2 separate regions of the Gossypium hirsutum genome follow, and region 1 is linked to region 2. A link is a contact called in public Hi-C data. All regions are on one chromosome and are shown on one strand. Each heading gives the region's core, a stretch centred on a gene start, on an enhancer-like site or on the middle of the called end of the contact. The rest is flanking DNA. Distances are from core to core; before and after follow the strand shown.

The links. A called contact is a pair of places that touch in the nucleus more often than the background predicts.
Region 1: a Hi-C map of leaf shows a contact between it and region 2, with 2.8 times the contacts expected there. The contact joins the promoter of LOC107927214 here to the promoter of LOC107935766 in region 2. A contact is called at or near these places in 3 of 34 Hi-C or Micro-C datasets (callus and leaf).

What each region holds. Positions count from the first base shown.
Region 1 is chrA12:11,446,620-11,449,868 of Gossypium_hirsutum_v2.1, forward strand. It overlaps LOC107927214 (LOB domain-containing protein 41), which reads right to left and starts at 1,313. Exons shown (of 2, transcript XM_016858244.2): 1 at 770-1,313; 2 at 1-663. The coding sequence starts at 959.
Region 2 is chrA12:11,026,962-11,030,330 of Gossypium_hirsutum_v2.1, forward strand. It overlaps LOC107935766 (elongator complex protein 5), which reads right to left and starts at 1,746. Exons shown (of 14, transcript XR_001694265.2): 1 at 1,610-1,746; 2 at 799-1,251; 3 at 599-710.

The DNA of each region.
Region 1 (3,249 bases), core at 63-2,562, 420 kb after region 2:
ACGTGCCGTATGCTTCCACTCTCCTTTTCTTTACAGGCACCACCACCTGACAAGCACGTGACATCACCGGTTTAAACCCCAGCGTCAACTCCAGCCCAATCTCGCTGCTTCCCTCCACCGTCCTTTCTTCCAACACCTTACCTCCGAGCTCCGGCCCCGCCGGAAACAGCCGCGAAGCCGCCACTGTTTCCTCTGAGATCATACTCGAGGTTTCTTTACTTTCCCCATCCATAACAGCCAACTCAGATTGGTGACTCAGCGAGGACTCGTGACTCGTCGACCGGTTTCCCTCGAACCCTTCATCAGCGTAACACCGCGGTTCGGGTGGTTCCGAGCTGCGGTTCTCCTCCTCTAAGACCGGGTTATTCACCTTCGGCTTCAAAGTTCTTTTAACTCGGCACCGTGTCTTAACTCGTTGGACATCGTTAGAGGCTGCAGAGTTTTCATCTTTGGAAACATGACGAATGTCGTATGCTTTTAGAGGCGGCCCTTGACCATTCGCAGCGGCTTCCGACGCAATCGGAGTGATCGGAGCACCTTTTAGCACAGCTTCTACGGCGGCTTGGCAAAGCTGCCAGCTTCCGGACCATAATAAGCCGACAGAACCGTATATCGGGTTCACTATCCGACCACAAGCCTCGTATAATAACGACCTAAAAATAGCTGAATAAATAGGGAAAAGAAATCAGTGAAAGAAAAGACAGTAATCTAAAAATAATGTAAATTAAAAATAAACAGAGCAGATGTGTGAAAGGAAAGTGAAACTGACCAGGGCGGAGGTGTTCGGGGCCGGCGTTGATGAGGTTCATAAGGCCAGCACGGCCATAGAACTTGGCTAGAAAGACGGTGGCGTTTGCTTGGGATTCAGGGCTTTTGATCCATTGTAAACAGGGCCTGATGCTACAATTTTCACTGCAGCCCTTACGAAGAATCCGGCATCCATTACAACTCATGCGCATTTTGAGAAGTTGGAGAAAGAAAAGAGAAAATTTGGGGGGGGGATTGAAGAAAAGAGGGAAGTTGGAGTATTTAAGGGAAGCGGAAAAGGAAAATATAAAAATAAGAGATATTCTTTTACGAAAAAATGGCCGCTGGGTTTTCAGGTATAGGACCAGGGGAACGCAGTTGTTTTAATTTCCAAAACGCTGGTTTCCACATTCAAGGAGGTTGGCTTTCAAAAATAAATCAATTTTTATTTAAAAAACAATAAAAACATGGTACTGCTATGTTTTTAAATACTTTTGCTATTTCACTACTCTCACCCTCTCACTCGTGCAACTCACTCCCAATTAAGGAATCCAATTTCAATTCCCCATTGGAGGCGTACTTAATGTACTGTCCCTTCTGCGTAAGACAACCTAAATATTTACGGAACGTAACTCCTCTCGGGGAAATCGATGCACAACTCATTTTTACTAAACTACCCCCACTTGCGCTCGATATGTTACTGCTTTCTAAAGGGTAAAACGGATACTTGAATATAAGGACAGGTGGTGAAAAAGGTAAGGGATGCCATGCAAATGGGTCCAAAAATTGAGAAAGGAAGAGAGTAGCGCGTGGAAGACACGTACAGGCATCAGAGTGTTGTCGAATCGCCACATATGAGGTAGAGGGTGTGAAGTGGGAGCCCCTGTTTTATTTTAATTAAAGAAAAACAGAATAAAATAATATAGAAAAAGGCTCCTGGTTTTCGGGAGGTTCGTGTTGATTCAAAAACCACTTTAAAAGAGGGAAAGCGAAAACCGGTAACCGGTTTCCGGATTTGAATGTTGGGACTGTGGGCGCTTCACAAGCTCATCAGCCAACGGTTTTGAAGGGGTTTCTTTTATATATTTTCTTTTCTGAAATTTGCATTAAGCTCATACTTATCATCTATTACAGTAGAATAAATAAAGAAATCATTTTTCTTTATTTGAGAAACCAATTTTCTTATACGGTTTTATTTCTAGTATACACTTATATGTTATCTTTATTAATCTCATTTACATTTCTAACTTTTTAAATTTTTTTTTTAATTTTACTTTTATAAAAAATAATCGAAAGGTTTGTTTGTTCATTTTAATGACATGATGACATTTTAGTATTTAATTAATTTTTAAATTCTAAAAAAAAATATTAAAAATATTGCAAGAAGTTGCACATTTCTCTTTTTCTTATATTTTTTTAAAATAATTTATTTAATTTTCATAATTTTTAAAAAATATTTTATATCTTTCTAACCAATTTATTCTTTCAAAATATTAATTTATATGATATTAAATTATTTTATATCATAAAATAAATATAGCTAATCATTCAAAACAAAACTAATATCCAAATTATTAAAACTAAGTAAATATATATTCATCCAGTAATTTCTTTTACACTTAAATATAGAAGGTTTTCTATTCAAAATAGATCTCTAAGTGGTAGTTTTTGCGGTGGATAAGGCGAAAAGAATGCTATTGACAGCGATGATTAAAGGATGGAAAAAGGCTTGGCAGTGCTTTCACTTACTGGTAGGGAGGAGGAGGAGGCATGGCAAGTAGATCTGAAGGAGGAAGTGAGGGAGTAGGTGGTGAATCTGAGTGTGGTGGGTAGCTTCTTGATGGCCACTGTTGTACAGTTTCAGGCGATGCGCACCACTTTGGTGAATTTATGGCACCCTCATGGGGGTGTTAAGATTACTTATATGGGTGAGAAGCGGTTTCTCTTTCAGTTTTACTATGAGATTGATCTTGACAGGTTCTTGGATGGAAGTCCCTAAACGTTCAACAACCATTTACTACTTTTTCATCGATTAAAGGAAGGGGATGACCTCATGGTTGTGCCATTGTTTCGGGTTGATTTTTTGGTCTAGATTCATGATCTTCTGACGGGATTAATGTCAGAAATGATGGCTAGGCAATTTGGGGGCTTTTTTGGGGCAATTTTAGTATGGTGCGAAGTCATTGAATAAATGGTATGGGGGTTATATGCGAATTCGTGTCAGGATTGATGTGAGAAATCCGCTAATGAAGCATAAGAAACTTATTCTGGAGAACAAATGGTTCTTTTATGCGCGATTCCAATATGAAAAGCTTTCGATATTTTACTTTTTTTTATGGCTGATTGGGATAATCTGAGAGATTTTGCCCAGCCAAGATCGTTAATGGGAAAAAAATTGGTATCTGAGTGGGATCTTTCGATTAAAACAATACCGAAAAGAGCAATGGTGGTGACTAGTCCTTAGTTACGGGAGAAGGGAGAAAGGCCACGGATTAAAAAATT
Region 2 (3,369 bases), core at 496-2,995:
AAGGAATATGAATTAAATTCGGGGCACCAGGTCAATTTCGACAAATCGTTTATTTATTTTGGTGCGTGTGGGTCACTCCGAGAGGGATACGATCACCAATGTTTTGGGTGTTAGGGTGGCTACAAATCCGGAAAAATATTTAGGATTGCCAATGATGATTGGGAGAAATAAGAGAAGGGCTTTTGCTGATTTTGTGGATAGGTTTCGGAGGAGAATTGAAAGTTGGAGTTTTCGTTATCTTTCGATGGGTGGTAAAGAGGTGTTCATTAAGGCGGTTTTGCAGGCAATTCCCGTTTATGTGATGCAATGTTTTGCCCTTCCGAAAACTCTGTGTCAAAAATTAGAACTTATTATGAACAAGTTTTGGTGGTCTAACAATAAGTCATCTAAGGGTATTCATTAGTGTGCTTGGGCTGACCTTTGTATGCCCAAATCTGATGGAGGGATGGGCTTTCAGGATCTATTTTTGTTTAATAAGGCATTGCTCGCTAAGCAAGTTTGGCGATTGATATCGAAGCCTGATTGTCTTTTTGAAAAAGTTTTTAAAGCTCGTTATTTTCATTTTTCAGATATTATGGCTGCTAAAATTGGTTCTTACCCCTCTTTTACCTGGCGGAGCTTATGCAACGCTCGAGAGCTGATTTCAGATGGGTTGCTCTGGCGTATCGGTAGTGGTGACTCTGTGAACATCTGGAATGATCCTTGGTTGCCTGGCCTTGGTAATAGTAGACTTTCAGTTTAGAGTACAAATACTAACTAGACTGTTGTGGGTCAATTAATTGATGTTAGATCGGGTACCTGGAATAAGGATATCATCTATCAAATTGTTGATGAAGAACAGGCTAATCGTATCCTTAAATTCCTCTTGCTGGAGCTGGAGCACCGGATGTGCTTGTGTGGCATTTTGATGCTTCCGGGGAGTACTCGGTTAAGAGTGGGTATCGTGCTTTACTCACTACACACAGGTATCCTAGTGATTACAATATGGAACCTATAGCCAGCTACAAACAATTCTACAATTTGCTATGGGAATTACAGATTCCTGCTAAACTAAAAATTCACATGTGGAGGCTTTCTAAAGATTTCGTGCCGCATTTCAACAATCTTCTCAAACGGAGATTGCAGGTTGTCAATGTTTGTCCCCTTTGTAAGGAAGCGCCGGAGGATCTTGGTCACTTGTTATGGTCCTGTGACGTGTTGAGGCATTTATGGCTCTCTTTGAATCTCCCATTTGATTGCAGTGTTCGTACTCTGGATGGTAAAAATCAATTAATGAACATTTTCATCAAAGTTGATGCGGATACCAGAAAGCTTTTAGTTATTTCCCTTTGGGCTACTTGGTTTCAGCGAAATAAAGTGGTTCATGAGGGAACGCAGTTTGTTTGGCAGGACCTCGTGGGTTTTGTGAAAAGGCTATGCTTCTGCTTTAAGTGTGAGTAGAGTTTCCATAGTTAGTCCTACAAATTTTGAGTCTGTGGGGTGGAGACCTCCGGATCCGGATGTGCTTAAGCTAAATTTTGATGCCTCCTTTCAAAGTGCATCTCATACTTCTACTGTGGCGGTTCTTGCTCGCAATGATTCGGGATTAATTATGGGAGCGTGTACTTACCCCTATGTTGATGTTGCCGACGCGTTTGTTGCAGAAGCTAGGGCCTGTGAACGTGCTCTTCTCTTTGCAATTGACATGGGGCTTTAGGACGATCATCCTGGAAGGGGACTCCCTCTCGATTATTAAAAAGCTTAACACTGTCAAGGATGATAGGTCCATTCTTAGACCCATTTCTCTGAATATTCGAAGACTCGCAGATTTTATGGATGGAGTTTCTTACCAGTTTGTCCCCAGGAGTGGCAATCGGGCAGCTCATACTTTGGCACTAGAAGGGCGCAGGAGGAATTCTCCTTGTTTTTGGGTTGAAGAAGCACCTATTTCTGTCGAAGTTTTGGCGGCTTCGGACTGGTTGGACTGGAGTCGCCGAGGATGAGTGGTTTCTTATGGGTTTTGATGTTTCGGAGAAGGTTCCTTGAATCTCCGTTGTTTGGTTTCTCAAAGCCGAGTCTTCCTCTTCATTTGGTTCTGCGCGAGTGTTTTTGTTGAGCAGCAGAGGAATGATTTTGCTGGTATTCATTTGGTATTTTCTTTGGAGGGTGGAGTGTTTTTCTTTTTTGGTTTTGTTTTATGTGTGCCTTTTCCTCTGTGCTTGAGTGGTTTTGGTGCTTTGTGCTGTCTTTTCGTGTGCTATAGTGTTTTGTACTGTTTTTTCGTGTACTGTAGATTATTTGTTGTTTGACACTTGGCCCCTTCATTTATGAATATCAGTTTTCTCGAAGGAAAAAAAAACCTAAAATATTATAAACTTAAAAATAAATTAAATCGCAAGGCTCAAACTTCAAATATTAAAGTCTAAATTTAACCTATATTTAAAATATACTTTTTTTTGTTCATACTCATTTTTTTATCTAATATATTTTTTACGCACCATCTAAATATTAGAAGATTGTTGGGCTTCCACAAATGGTCAAATCGTTGAAGAGGTCCAATTATATCTCAATGCCTCTTAGAATAATTGTGCTTTGTTTCTATGATCATTTATATCTGTTTTACTATATTTAAATTTATAATTAATTCCGTTAATTAATCAAATATCAAATTCAATTAAGAAAATATTTTAAAATTTAATTTTAAAAAAATTAATATTACTATAAATATGATTCGTGCTTTAATATCTTTTAAATAAAAATTTTAAATAAACTAAATTAAATTACTGCTTAAAATAATCCATATTATTTTTAAAAAACCACTCTCTTAAGAGAAACTATCTTCTCCTTTTGAAGATTTATTATTCATTTATATATATTTTATATATACCCTTTTTTTATAATATGTCATTTTCATAAAATTTAATACTAATAAAACATAATCTAATACGATCTGTGATAACATTTTAATATTTTATTGATAGTGAATACGATTATTCTTTTATTTTAAAAATTATTTTTCTTGTCACTCTACTGGCATGGATATTGTTACCAATATAAGAAGACATAAGTTTAGGTGTGCTGAATGATATTATCTTCCTATTTATGGATTGAAGAGAGACTATAAGTAATTTTAAATATTGTATAAAAAATTATTAAAAAATTATTTTTATTAGGAAAGATACTGAAATCCAAACTCAATAGGAATATACCCATTCCATCTGGTTTAAGAATTAAGAACTATTTTGGCTAAAAAAAATTAAGAATTATTTATTGAAAAAAAGAAGAGGAAAAGAATTATTCCCAAGGTTCCTACCCACCACCGTAACCACACGTTTCTTTTAGATGCAACCATTACCTCAATTCTTTTTTTTCTTTTGCTAAACAACAAAA